Regions from separate parts of the Sus scrofa genome. Here region 2 is linked to region 1. A link is a contact called in public HiChIP or PLAC-seq data. All regions are on one chromosome and are shown on one strand. Each heading gives the region's core, a stretch centred on a gene start, on an enhancer-like site or on the middle of the called end of the contact. The rest is flanking DNA. Distances are from core to core; before and after follow the strand shown. Region 1 overlaps LOC110255810 (a long non-coding RNA gene). Region 2 holds the start of SPRYD7 (SPRY domain containing 7).

Region 1 (7,263 bases), core at 3,005-5,504:
GCATTTTCTGTTAATGACAAGAAAAGGAAATGCTGCATCATCACAATCTAGCTGTTTGTTCGCACAGTGACAATTATCTACAACCATCTGTTCATGTCATACCTTTTATGAATTAGAGTGTCTTGAGTTTCAAAACATTTTGTACATGAAGGCTCAATCCCCTTTAGACCTTCCTCAGTTTTCTTTAATAAACTGACCCAGTAGACGTGGGTAATATCAGTCTTTGTTTTTAGCATCAAGTGTGGAGAACAAGGGGTTCCAAACCAGTGTCTACCAGTTTCAGTCCCTCTAAAGTGTCGCTTTCAGTTTTGCTATGGTTTGGCACACACCCTTTCAGGTTTGGAATTGCTCATAAGAATATTTGCGCAAACTCATAAATATCTTCTTGGGGCTGGTGACCTTAGTCAGGTCAGCCATCAGGTTTTGTATGTGGTAATAAAAGCCATAAAGGGAGTCAACTGACAGTGCAGAAAGGATGAGACAGCACGATTTCTCTCTTCTAGCCTCTCTCGGAGCACAAGTTCTGGCACTGGCTATGTCCCTGCAGACTGGGTGTTTGGCTTCTGACATGCTGGGAGGGTCCCTGGAGAATGTTGGAAAGCAGACCAGGCTGCCGGTATCAGTAAAGTTAGCATGAGATTTAATAGCACTGGAACATACCAGCCCATTCTATTTCTCCAGCTTGATAATCCAGGGCAATTAAGGGAAAGAACAGAGATTTTGGTGGCTTTTAGCATTTTTTAAAGTTTCATCTGGGCAAACATAGAAATGTGTATCAATGTTATCCAGGCCACTGTTTGTTTTTCAGACTCCAAGGTTAAACTAAAGACTGGCCTAGCACAGCAGACATTTTTGCCTTTGTGAGCGAAGACAGAAACTTGAAAAGAAAGAAGAGTCTTTGGAGAGACTGGGTTTCCTGAAGGATCTTCTGAGGTAGCCAAATACAAGGCAGACAGGATCTGATCCTAAAACACTGAACGGTGCCATCTCCTTCATAATGACATGCTAATGTAATTGAGGCAAATTTGCAGATGTTTTATGTCCTATTTAAAACATTATTCAAGCCCCAGAAACATGAGGGTTAAATGCTTTGCTTTCATAAACATACTATGATGGAAGAGAAAGAAGATTTTAGATATTCAGTGGAAAATTGCAGAAAAGAAGTGCTGAATTAGCCCATTCCATTTCACTGAATTGTTCAGCCATTATGATCATCCCCCCATGCCCTATAAAATTAAAGTACATGATGAAATTCCAATCTAAGGATATCAACTGCTATGTTACTAGATAAACGACATATCCCATTATAAAAGCATTTAAAACTGTATCAAAGAGATTGTGCTGAAGAGGGACTATGATTTTAAAATCATTTGCTGCTTGACTGTACACTTAAATTTCAACCTGAAGCTAAATGCTGCAAAAGTTAAATCAATTTTATTTGATCAGCCAGGGGAATTTACACTCTTTCATTGGGGATAGATGGAACCCTTGACACAGTCTAGAATTTATTAAGACTCCTGTCCCACAGGAACAGTTAACCTCTTCGATCCTAGCACACTCTCTCCTCCTACAAAAGTTATTTAAAAGTTACACATTCCTTTTTTTTTCACTACCCCCAAGCCCAGCAGGCACAAACACAATTCCCCTTTTTTCTCCCTACAAGTCCCTTTCTTCTTTCTCTTTCTTTCTCTCTCTCTCTTTCTCTCCTTCTCTGAAGTTTATAAAGCAGTTCCTTCAGCCCTAGTTCCCTTTTGTTCTACATTTAAAAATGTGGCTTCTGCCTATAAACCTTCTCCCCTACCCTTGGTAGCCCCAGTCTCCTAGGGCTGCTATTGGCATGATCTGTAAATTAACCCAGAGTCACTTCGAGCCCTCAGCTTTTAATCAAACATTAGCAGCAGTGTTTACTCTTGTGTAATCTTCAGTTGTTACTTACTTTAATGCCGGTCAGCATTTAAAAAAAAAAAAATATGTTCAGTGAATCTTTGGCACATGCTGTTTGGTTTCTTTCCTTTCCCCCTCCCCCACTTTGACCCAAATCAAGCTCAATTTAATCCTAGTAAAGGCTTTCTAATAATTTTAATGTGCTAATGCAGCTTGCTCTCTTAAGGAAGTAAGAGTTTGCTCTCTGCAGCAATCTACTCAGAGGCCCTTGCTTTGTGTGCCCCATCCCACCTCACATCAAAGAGGGTGAACTGTAAATTGTATAGGTTTTGTTTCTTATTGCTCTGGCAGTTATTTTTGAGTGATGTAAGATGGGAAGCATCCTCAAACTCACATTTGGAAGATGATGGTGTGGCCCCCTGAGAAAAACCCACTGGAAACTAACTTTGAAGGTCTGCCCGGTGGTTGAGCTAAAAGCGAACATATCACATCATAATTCATATACAACTTTGTGTCTTTTGAACCTTCCTCCCCAGCTGCCACCACCTCTAAAGTAAATAAATAGTGCCCTGGCCATTCTACGGTGTTCTGGAGTGGCTTTCCTTTCTCCTTACATAATGTGAAATCCATCTATATCCTGCAGAACTTCTCGCAGGCTGTCATGGAGACAGAAGGAAATACTGACTTTAAATGGAACAGGGAAGCTCAGCTTCAAAGAGAGAAGCACATTATTAAGGGAATAAGAATGTAGGGGGGAATTATGAAACTTTCTTCTTTTTAAAAGATGCAAAAAGCAGCTCCTCCCATCCTGCTTGTCTCCACTTCTGTGCACTCTGTACAAAAGGACATCCTCCTCAGTTCAGGGGCCTTGGTTACCAGCATCATGCTCAGTATGCTGGGTTTTGGTGCCAAGGAGTCAGATGACACCTTGAAAGTCTTATGCTTCTTCAGGAGATATGATCAAAAGAATGTGTCTACCTAAAGAAGAGAAAGAACTGTGAGTCAGAGGTCTCAACTCACTGTTCCATCCTTCTCCCCCAGACCTGGACCTTCAAATTTCATTGTGTCTCAGCTGTACCTGTTTCCCAGTGACTAGGAATCAGGATTCTCTTCTGCTAAGAATCCTAAGTGGGATGGAGTGTCCCTATTCTGTCTCACAAACAGCACTCTAAGAAGAGCAGTGGCGCCTCACAGGACAGGAAGAACAGGAAGAATTGAGACACTGGTGACTGTGGCTTCATCCAACTGCTGCGAGTGAACAAATGTAAAAGATGTATTTTTGCTCTCTCAGATGGGAAAGGAGTCCCTGGACTGTGTCCATGTAGAGTTCAGGGTTGGATTTCTAGGAAAGCCTCAGTGAGGGGCTGAATTATGTGCTATTAACTCAAGCTGCAGCTGTCCTGGGGGTCAACAGAGCTGTCTGAGCTCATGTTACATGCGTACACTGGTGGCCAGAGCTTAGGGGCTAGTGTCACTGGGAGTCAATCCTGAGATATCCAAACCAGCCTAGGAGGCACATGCGTCCCTGTCACTGTCCCTCATGTCCACCTCTGGACACTATCACCTGGGGTCCAAAGTTCAGCTGTTCTTAGACACAAATTATAAACACATTCTACAACTTCTGTGAACCATCTGGAGCAGGTTCAGAGCACAGGACTGCACTGCCAAGGACTTTAAGGCTTAAGAATTGACTCCCAGATAACAGCTCTTCTCAGCAAGGAAATCTGCCCAGGTCCCTAGGTGCCCAAATAGCCCTGTTGATAAAATGAGCTCTGCTGCAGACTCACTCAGCTCCTCCAGTTGTGATTCCCAATGCTGAGTGACCACCATGGGCGCTTGATGTTTGTTCTTCCCTTTACAACTCCTTCTTCACTGTCAATTTCCTGCCCATCCTCCACCCAAGCTGCTCATTTAACAGTGCCAGCTGATCAGCTCTTAGAGAACAGAGTGTGCCTTTAAGGCTCCTTAGAGGAGAAGTACTTGACAAGTACAAAATGGAAAAATTTTTCGACAAATGTGACATTTAATTTGAAGTATCAGCCATAATGATCAACATCAATAAATTCATTTATTTTCCATTAAGACATTGTGTGTGTGTGTGTGTGTGTGTGTGTGTGTGAGAGAGAGAATTCACAGGCACTGTGCAGTGTCCCACTCTCTCCCTCTCTCTTGTCAGTGCATCTGCGCATGTGTTTGTTCACTGAGCCGTGTCCAGCTTTCTGGGCTCCTCCACTGGCAGCCTGTGCCCTCCCTAATCAATAAGAAACCAGACAAATTGGAGGCATGCAGCTATTTCCACCGGTTCACAGAGGGAAAGCTTTGGTGCACTCCCTAGAGGCTAGGCCAGGCCTGTGAGTTGAAGCTGTAGAAGGAAGCTGACTTGTAAACCTTCCTCCACAATCAGGGTTTACTCTGTTTATTCTGTCAATCCTGTTTATTCTTTCAACTCTGGCTTCTCAGCAGAACAGCTCATCACACTACACCCAAATTGTGGGGACACATAGAAAACATCCAAAAAGAACCAGAGAGAGCTCACTCCTGCTGATTCATTCACTAAGCCATTTGTTAGCAAGCTAGTTTGGGGTTTCTCTTTTCCACAATATTTCAACACTTAGGGAATTAAAACTGCCAGCTGTTCTCTTCTTCAAATAAGATACCCTGGATAATTGGGAATTTAAAGTAAGTTTCACTCTTAAAGTCCCCTTCTAAAATATGTCTGACCAAAATAATCAGTTCTCGAAATAACTTGGAAATCCAGACCATACAGAAGAGTCATGTATAACATTAAGGACAGAGTTATTCAGAAGTTGGTAAACATACACTGAAGCAGTCCTGGTTTCTAAGATTTAAAATGTAAAACCAAATGACTCATAATTTCTGAATTATGGCTCTGGATGCGAGCTTACAGAAAGCTACAAATATCAAATTGGACATAGCGTAGCTGAGAAACTGTGAAATCAGCAAAGACCTGACTCCAATTCTACACTTGCTGTGCAACCTGAAACAAATGATATGCTCTGACTAAGCCTCAGTTGTTCTCATGACTAAAATGGGAATCATGAGTCATCCCTCAACTCGGTGAATTTTTGTGGGGATTCAGACTAGGAAATGCATTGTAAAATTGTTTCTGGCTCATAGTAAGTACTTCGTAAATGAAAATTACTGGACACACATTTTACAGATAATATCTTCAAAAATCAGGAACTTAATTTTAAAATTTAGGAGACAAGGAAGACCACTTTGAGGAAATATCTGACTCTGCAATCAGATAATGAAACATCTTAGAAATACAGATTACTCGGAGCAGACCTAAGTGCCAGGGACAGGGCTCATACCCAGCTGACACACAATAAACATTTATTGACATTGACCATGGTTACTTCAGGTTAAAAATAAAACATTTGGAAGAATTACAGAATCACTTGTGGTTATTTCTGAAATATTATGACATCAAAGTAAGAATTCAAAGTATCACCACCACAAAATAAAATAAAATAAATAAAATAAAATAAAATAAAACCTGGGTACCAGTTTTGTTTAAAAAGACCCGAATAACCCAAAACTCAAGTATTGCTTGTAAAGCAAAAGTTCATAAAATTATAAAACCAGAATTAAGAAAGGCTTCCTAGAAATGGACAGAGGCTCATCAACTTCAGCAGAGAAGTTTCTTTATCAACCATGGATGCCACAGTAACAAGTCACCATGCTAGGGTGGTATCTGTGTATTCTCAGACCACCCAACCCTTCCGAGTTAGCTAAAGGGCCATCAAACTAGGATGGAACATTGACTGATTGAATAATTTTAGAGTCAGATTCAAACAGATGATCTCACAGAGGAGAGCTCCCACACATCGATGGAGAAAACCGAGGAAGGCCATAGTTAAAAATTTTTTCTTTTTATCAAAGTAGAGTTTGCAATGTGACAATGATTAAGCTGTATGAGAGGCTTTTAACAGAGTTCACTATGGCCTTGTACTAACTAACCGAAATATATCATTTGCTTTTCTAATCTTCCTTTAATTTTACTCTAGAAATTACCATTTACCTTAGTATTCTCTTTCACATGGGGCAAGAGAAGAAGCAAGATTTCAGAATTCAATAAGGCATTGATTAATTCATGCTGGTCTCTCTTCTAGGTACTGGTTATTAAAAAGGAAGGCAACCAATATATTACCTCCATCCTTGAGAATAAGTCCTTCATCTTTTTCTTTTTTTTTCTTTTTTGGTCTTTATTTAGGGCCTCACCCACGGCATAAGGAGGTTCCCAGGCCAGGGGTTTGATGAATCAGAGCTGTAGTTGCCAGCCTACACCACAGCCACAGCAACACCATATCTGAGCTGCATTTGTGACCTACAGCAGAGTTCATGGCAACACCAGATCCCTAACTACTGAGTGAGGCCAGGGATCAAACCTGTATCTTCATGGATTCTAGTCAGATTTGTTTTCACTGAACCATGACAGGAACTCCAAGTTCTTCATCTTTAGGTGTACACATTTAAAATTAGCTACTTGCTCTTCACTAATTATCAAATAAATGGATCTCTGGAACACTTAAAATTCCATGGTGTGTGACTGTATGGTGCAACAGTACCACAAACACACAAACACACATGCCTAGGTAGAAAGGAAAAGGAATCAGCAGGGAATGATTGTATCTCTGGCCTGTTTGCCGCAGTTATTTGCTCTTTGCCTGTGCAGAGCAGAACTATAATAATAAATGCTTTGCAAAAAAAGGGGTGCATATCTCCAAATTAGGGAGGTTTGGCTACAGGTGGGTATAAGAATGCAGAGTTTATGGAAACTTCGCCTTGTATTTATTTATTATTAATGTCTTCGTTAAAACCTGTGAGCTTAGCCAGCCTTCCTACTCTGACATGGGAAACACACCTTGAGGCCTTTTAAGCGTCCTGACTCATGTTGAAAAGTTGAATTGTGATGGAGAGAAATCTGGTGGTTCTCTGCACAAGCATCAACACGACGCTTTGTCGTAGTATTAGACTAAAACACTTGGACACACTTATAAGCTAAATTTGTTGTTGTATTGTTTGTCAGATTTCGTTAAAAAAAAATAAAAACAAAGAAAACTCAGTCTGTAATTATATGCATAATTATATTTAGATGAAAGCCATTTTCTACTTTATCCTAGCATAGATCTCATGTTCACTCTTCTGACACAGTTGGGGGTCCTGTATAGTTTGGGAAAAAAACTTCACTAAAATGAAGAAATATCGTCATTTACACTGGCTGCTCTGACAGGAAGGAAATAAAATTGTAAAATTTTTAAGTTATAAATACAGCTTACAGAAAAACAAAACATGAGTGTGTTGCAAAAAAAATCATTTAATTCCTTAATGAAAAAGCAAGAAGAATGGGAAAGC
Region 2 (7,263 bases), core at 1,818-4,317, 560 kb after region 1:
AGAAAACAAATTGGGAATTTTTTCTTAAATGTAGCACCCTAAGAAGGCAGACTGCCTAGTGGCTAAGAACACAGACTCTAGAGCTAGACGTGCCTGGGTGTGAATCCAACTTCATTTCTAATTGGCTATGTGACCAACAGCTCTTATCTTTTCTTTGCCTCAGCTTCCTCATCTGTAAAGTGGAAGATAGTCTGACCTCATGGGGTTGTTACATGGATTAAATTAGTTTATAAAAAGTACTTAGAACAATGCCTAGAAATAGTAAGCACCACATAATGTCAGTTATTATTACTCAAAATTACAATAATGAATAGATCAAGACCCCCAAAATATTTTTAAGTTTTAGGAGTATGCAGTTTTTGTAATGTTTCTGATTTTCAAAAGATCGCAAATGTGGCTTGGATTACTCCAAGAAAAAAAGTTTGACTTAATAACTGATAAATGAGTTTTTAAGAAAGAAACCATTATGCATGACCCAGTCCAGAGAGTGAAGTTCACTAACAGGAGATGTCTGGCTGGCATAAAAACCATTAAAGAAAATCCTGAGCATGATGTTTAACTTGACTCGGAAACACATGCTTTACATTATCGTCCTATCAGTTCTTAAGTTCCTGGCATATGTTGCTTAAGCAGACAGACTTTTTTTTTTTCAAGTAGTCATTTTCTGTTATTGCTTTTGACTTAGATAAATGACCTTCTAACTAACTATTGGGAAACTTTTTTAGGCTTTATTTGTGATGGTTATTTAAAGCGATAGCTGTGAAAGACTGTCAAAACATCTCTAACATTGTGCTTTTCAAAAAGAAAGGCTTATTTCTTTGAAAACAATAATGAAAGGATAATAGAATCCCAGCTATAAGAAGGAGTAAGGTCTGTGAGTTTTCGGATGGCATTCATCTGCCAAGGCAGGGAAGTCTGTTTCTGGGCCTAACCGGTTTTGCTTGCTTCATACTGCTGAGTACACTTGAATTGCTACACTGTGGGCAAAGTGCACTGGGCAGTGCCCCAGCAAATAGTTTTCTAACCAAGCAAGACTACAGGCAATTCTGCCTCTACAGTAAAGGCCAGTTCACAGCCATCTAACAGCCTGGCTTTTCATTGAACATGTGACTAACTTGATTGGCCTGAGCTCCAGTCAAATCCAATACACTTACATTTATTATATATTTAACACACGTATTACTTTTATAATGTTTGTGAATAAAATATTTTACCTTATAACAACAAATTTTATTTTACTTTATTGCTTATACATGAGTTATGGAAGTTTATGGTTAATTTGGAGATTAACAAAACATACAGAAATTAAGTACAAATCTGTATTTTGAACTAAGAGCACATTTAAAAGGATTATAGCATTAATTGCAAGAGTTAGAACTTTAGAATTTGAGAAGCAGCATGATCTGGTGGAGCAAATACAGACTCCGTCAGAGTCATGGGTTTTGAATCCTACCTTGTTTATTTCCTAGTCATTTGAGGCTACACAAATTATTTAATCCCTTCAAGCCCATCTCTTCACTTACACAGGGACAATATTTACTCTCAAACTTTTCAAGAATTCGGTGAGTGTGTGTAAGAAAGAGTGCCTACCTCACAGATATGCAGAAAATTTTTGTCTCTGCAACATTCAACTCCCCACTCCTTCCCAAAGGGAAAAACTAGGACACTAACACTTCTCCAAATGGTCAAGTTTTTCAGCAAAAGAAAATTTCATGTGTAAAATGATCACCAGGAAAGTACTTTATAGGCAGTGAGGGCTTCAGCAATCACCTCTGGTATTAATCCTATGATAAATAAACCTCAAAGTACAAATCTTTGAGATTTTCATAAGTATTGTAATGAAAACACCGTTTGTATAAACATCCAAGAAACTCAGGACCTTGAAAAAAAATTCTCCCATTCTGAAGGGAAAAATTCACCATAAAAGATATTTGTCACTAAGAAGTTATGTCGAAGAACCCATTACATACTGAGGGGGCATTTTGCGTCAGGTCTCCCAGGGCTTGAATCCTGGGGAAGTCTTCAGATGGAACCTTATTTGACAACAGAGGTTTAAGCCAGATTAATTCTAGAGGTCGTCCCAGACTTTCTCCAGGCGACAAGTGGTATCTGAAGATGGAAAATGGATCAGGATGCGGATGATCTAAGTAGTGCACCAGATGACTGGTGCTCCCAAACGGGAGGCTCCTACATGGAAACAGGAAACAACAGGCTGTAGGAACTCAGTCCTTCCCCTGAACCGCTGACTCAGGGGTTCCCATTACACTCATTAGAACCCATTATCCATGCCGCTGAATTTGGAAGAGACAGGTCAAGAATCGCCCTCCAGCCCTGCCCCAGGGAGTCCCCTCCCGGGGTGGCCTCCAGTACGCCCCTCAACGGGAAACTCGTCTCTGCACCTAAAATGCAGCAGGGGAGTCGACTCAAGAGCCCTGGATGCATAGCCACTGTGCAATTACTAACAGCCATTACTCCTGGGCCCTGTGCGTCTGTTCATGATTTGAGAAAATTCTCCAGAAACCAGCCACGGCGGGGGGCGGTGAGAGGGGGCCAGAGGCTCTTCGCGAAGGCGAAGTTCTCTCAGTCCTGGGCGTGGAGGGAGGACATCTTCGGGCTGTTTTAAATCAGCTCCCACTCCCCCAGGCAAATTTGCCACTGCCAACTAATGCCTAAAATAATGTCGAAGTGGGGGGCAGTTTTTAAACTACAGCATCCAAGGACACCTGAGCTAAATGAGAACGCAAGTCAGCTCGAGCCCGGGTCAGTACAGAAATACCTACATAAGCGGGGCGGCACAAAAGGGAAAAACCTTTCCGCGCAGGCGCACGCGGTTCACCGCCCGGCCGCCACGCCCTCTGCCCCGCCCCGCCCCCAGCCCCGCCCGCCGGCCGATCCTCGGTATCTTCCGCCCAGGCAGGCTTCGCCTCAGACTGCGCTGCACCCTCCCCGCCAGGGGCGTCGCTGTACCAGCCTCTGCGCCCCACAGACTCCCTCCGGCGCTCGGGCGGGGGCAGGAGGCGGAGCGGAGGGGTAGGGGCGGGAGTCGCCGCGGTCTAGGGGCGGTGGGTCGCGGTGTCGTCGGCGGTCCCTGAGACATGGCCTCCTCGGTGTTCTGCTGCCTGCGGTGCTGCAGAGATGGCGGGACGGGCCACATCCCTCTGAAAGAGATGCCGGCCGTGCAGCTGGACACGCAACACATGGGTAAGGGCCCTCCCTTCCCGTGACCCAACGGCCCACCCCGAGTCGGGCGGTGCGGGTCGGGGTCAGTCGGGGGTCGCGAGCACCACGCGCGGCCGGGCCCCGCCGGGCCCCGCCCCCTGCCCTCGCCCTGCGACGCTGCCCTCGGCCGGGTCTGGCGGATCTCCTCCAGACACAGGCCGCCTCCACTTCGGCCCGGTTCTGTGTTCAAGGCTACGCAGTGTTGTCTGCCCTCGCCTAGTGGAGATGGTGTGTGGGTGGACCTACCCGTTCTCACCGGAATCTCCTCCGAGCTGTCGCATCCTGAGACTCGGCACAAGTTCCCAGGCGTGGGGAGCGATAGTACTGTGGTGCCCCTCCTACGGTGTCCCACGGGCGAGCTCCAGTCAAATCCAATACATTTTCAGAATGCTTTAGCTGATTTCGGCTCCTTCTGCCCAGGCAGCTTTCTCTTAGCCCATCATTTATCGGTTGTTTTATTGAAAATTATTTTCCTCTCACCTACTAATGTCAAAACAGGGCAAGTTGCAGAAGCTTCAAGTCACAGCTCATGTCAGACCGTGTCACTTCAACTAAAACCTCCCATTGTCTGACTCCTCCTTAGTCACGCTTAGCGGTGTTGTAATTTCATCTGACTGGTCTGTTGCCAACAATTCAGGCTGTTGCAAAAATAAAACAGCACTTTGCTTCTTCTCATGTATGTTTTTCCTTCCAATTTCGCATGAACATATAGCTTCTCTCACATTCTTCCTCTCCCCTCTGTAGCCTCTTTCACAACCTTATTATTGTTTCTGTTCTTAGACTGTCCCATGTAGTTTCATGTTTCTGGAGTATGGTTCTAGAAGGAGAGATTCCCACTAAGTATTTCAGAGTACTATCTTTTTGTGGATTATTCTCTTCTAAATATATATATATGCACTTTCAGTTTTTCCCACATTTCTCTTTGGCTAAAGGACAGTACATTAAAGTAAGAAAGGGATTTCTTAATATTTATAGCAAAACCCTCTCCTGCCTAGATTCTTTATAATTCTAGAGACACTCTTCCCATTATATTTCTATAGCATGAACTAAACCACAAATGTAATTATATACTGCTTTTTATTGGGGTATTTAATTTAATTTTTTTTTTTTTTTTTTGTCTTTTTGTAGGGCCGCACCTGAAGCATATGGAGGTTCCCAGGCTAGGGGTCTAATCAGAGCTGTAGCTGCTGGCCTATGCCTCAGCCACAGCAATGCAGGTTCTGAGCCCCATTTGTGACCTATACCACAGCTCACCGCCATGTGGGATCCTTAACCCACTGAGCAAGGCCAGGGATCAAACCTGAAACCTCATGGTTCCTAGTCAGATTCGTTTCCACTGCCCCACGATGGAAACTCCAGGGGTGTTTAATTTTAATCCTTATGTCTCCTAAATTTAATGCAGCAGCGTAATACATAAATACATGTAAATGTATGTGTATATCTCTTTAAATTATTACTTATTCATCATCGTTTATAGACAGATGTTCAAATCCTATAATTTCCCTGAGAAAATGTTTCCATTCCATTTATTCATTCGCTCAACTGATATTTATTGGATGACTCTCAGATGGCAGGCATTGTTTTAGATGCTGGCAACACGCATAGTTCCTGGAGCTTATGATCAGCTTTAGTTCTTTTCTGTCTCTACTGCCAAAATCCTGAATTACTACAATCTACTCTGTAAAGTATTCCTTTTCTCTGGTCTCTTCTACAAAGAGCTGGTCACTTGTGCTTGTTCCACTATGTTCTCCTTTTCCAAAGCTGCATAGCGTCTTTCAGTAATGTCATTTCCCAGTTTTCTACCTGCGTGGAAACTTTTTCTTATCCTGTCTTCTGGTGAATTCAAATTCTTCAATCACAGAAGCAACCTGATTTTAGAAAATAATAGGAGAGGCTTATCAAGCTAGGAATAGTTTAAAGCATGCATTGATCTTAAGTTGATATATGAGGAGCACACTTAGTGAATATGCATGTGCTTGGATATGTGAAACTTTATTTAGATAACTTAAGGAGTGTAGTTGCCTTTAGATTTAAGAAAATAGTCTGGGAGTTCCCATCGTGGCGCAGTGGTTAACGAATCCGACTAGGAACCATGAGGTTGCGGGTTCGGTCCCTGCCCTTGCTCGGTGGGTTAACGATCCAGCGTTGCCGTGAGCTGTGGTGTAGGTTGCAGACGCGGCTCGGATCCCGCGTTGCTGTGGCTCTGGCGTAGGCCGGTGGCTACAGCTCCGATTCGACCCCTAGCCTGGGAACCTCCATATGCCGCAGGAGCGGCCCAAGAAATAGCAACAACAACAACAACCAAGAGACAAAAGACAAAAAAAAAAAGAAAGAAAGAAAGAAAGAAAATGTCTGTTTTCCAAGTTCATATCCAAACATAGCTTGTCTCTTTCAAAGTTATCACTTACTTTGGTGATGCTGCATCACTTAAAACCATTTGGAATTCCTCTTGAGATTTTCTGGGCACTAGTTTTTGTAAATACCTTCTTTTTCACCATAACCTCAATGTTTAATTGTGAATTGACTTTTTAGAAATGAATATCTTCCAAGGTAGCTGCTTTGAAAGGGATGCCATTAATTTGGGAATGTCTAATGTTTCTTAAAAAATACACTTTGGCTATGTTTATGTATGTCCTGGCTATACTCAAATTCGCCTTGACTTTCTTTTTTTTCCTTTTTTGCTATTTCTTGGTCCGCTCCCACGGCATATGGAGGTTCCCAGGCTAGGGGTTGAATCGGAGCTGTAGCCACCGGCCTATGCCAGAGCCACAGCAACGCTGGACCCGAGCCACGTCTGCAGTCTACACCACAGCTCATGGCTACACTGGATCGTTAACCGACTGAGCAAGGGCAGGGACCAAACCCGCAACCTCGTGGTTCCTAGTCGGATTCATTAACCACTGCGCCATGACGGGAACTCCCGCCTTGACTTTCTAAGCAACACTGACAATTAATAAACCTACACGAAAATCCTAGATCCAAATAAAGGCTATCTTTGTACTTAAAAAAGAGGAATGAAGTAAACTTAAAATAATTCCTTAATGCTTCACAAGCATTCAGAATGTTTTCTGAATATATCCATCTTTCTATATGAAACATCTCAGTACTTAGCAGAATGCCTTGGAGAGAAGAAATATTATTGTAGGAAGAGAATAAAACCATATTCAGAGTTGATTCTGTGGTTCCAACTCAGAGTTACGTTATGAGAACCATAGAGCATTGCTAGGTAAGAAGAAAATACCATTTATCTGCATAATTCTGTGAAATGCCTTTCACATAGGATGCTTTCAACTCAAGATTTTTGAAACAATGAGGGAAAGTTACTGGTTCATGTAAACTTAAAACCTATGAAGACAGCAGTAGCTTCAGGAAAGACTCAGTGTGTCAAGCACTGGGCTTCTTTTCATCTCTTTCTTCTGCCTTCTGCTGCTTATTCCTGAAGGCTGGTGTTTGTGATAACTTGCAGTCTCTCCCTGGGCTGTAGGCTTCGTCATTCAGATCCAGCAAGAATGAGAAACTCCATTCTTTCATTCTCTTTGCAAAAGTCCTGTGACTCTGCTGGTAGTGGCTTAGGTCATATAACTGTTTTTCACTCAGTTGCTGTGGCCAAGAAATGTGGAATGCAGTGATTGACTTAACACAAGTCTAGGCTGTACCCCTGAAGCCAGAGACTGAGTCAGCTTCCTTGGAACTGTTTTTATCTCCAGAGGGAAATCTGTTGGGAAAGGAAGAACAGATGCTACATGTTCACTACAGAGTACTGAGCAGAGCATATTCATTCATTTCTGTATCAGTTATTTGTTGCGTGTCTGCTGGATGCCAAGTACTCCATGGTCTTTGCCATCAAACAGGAGCTGGGCCCTGGATGCTTTCCAGTTGAAACTGCTGGAGGTATATGGGGCAGCCAGATGTAAATTATGCACAAAAACACTTTCCCGGAATTTGGGATTTAACTTTTGTAATTAGAAAAAAAAAAAGGGTGCTAATGAATTTTTAATAACCATATAGTAGTTTTATTTCAGAGAGTGTCTCTGTTAAAACAAC

What was found. HiChIP or PLAC-seq counts read pairs in DNA pulled down with a chosen protein or histone mark.
Region 2: an H3K27ac HiChIP or PLAC-seq map of alveolar macrophages shows a contact between it and region 1. The contact joins the promoter of SPRYD7 here to the enhancer-like site in region 1. A contact is called at or near these places in 4 of 5 promoter capture datasets (fetal liver, fetal skeletal muscle and liver), 15 of 47 Hi-C or Micro-C datasets (blood, embryonic fibroblasts, epiblast stem cells and 8 more) and 1 of 2 datasets of contacts at active chromatin or transcription factors (alveolar macrophages).

What each region holds. Positions count from the first base shown.
Region 1 is chr11:17,286,592-17,293,854 of Sscrofa11.1, forward strand. The region is part of intron 1 of LOC110255810 (a long non-coding RNA gene); the gene reads right to left. Among named protein-coding and RNA genes, the nearest start is that of DLEU7, 320 kb to the left of the region's middle. Within about 2 kb of position 4,255, at least 22 of the 83 cell types and tissues checked have an H3K27ac peak or open chromatin away from gene starts, as enhancers often do. A contact at or near this core is called in alveolar macrophages, fetal liver, fetal skeletal muscle and 3 more, where this site is marked.
Region 2 is chr11:17,845,944-17,853,206 of Sscrofa11.1, forward strand. It overlaps SPRYD7 (SPRY domain containing 7), which reads left to right and starts at 3,068. Exons shown (of 5, transcript NM_001243529.1): 1 at 3,068-3,201. The coding sequence starts at 3,096. It overlaps TRIM13 (E3 ubiquitin-protein ligase TRIM13), which reads right to left and starts at 4,062. Exons shown (of 4, transcript XR_002336667.1): 1 at 3,466-4,062.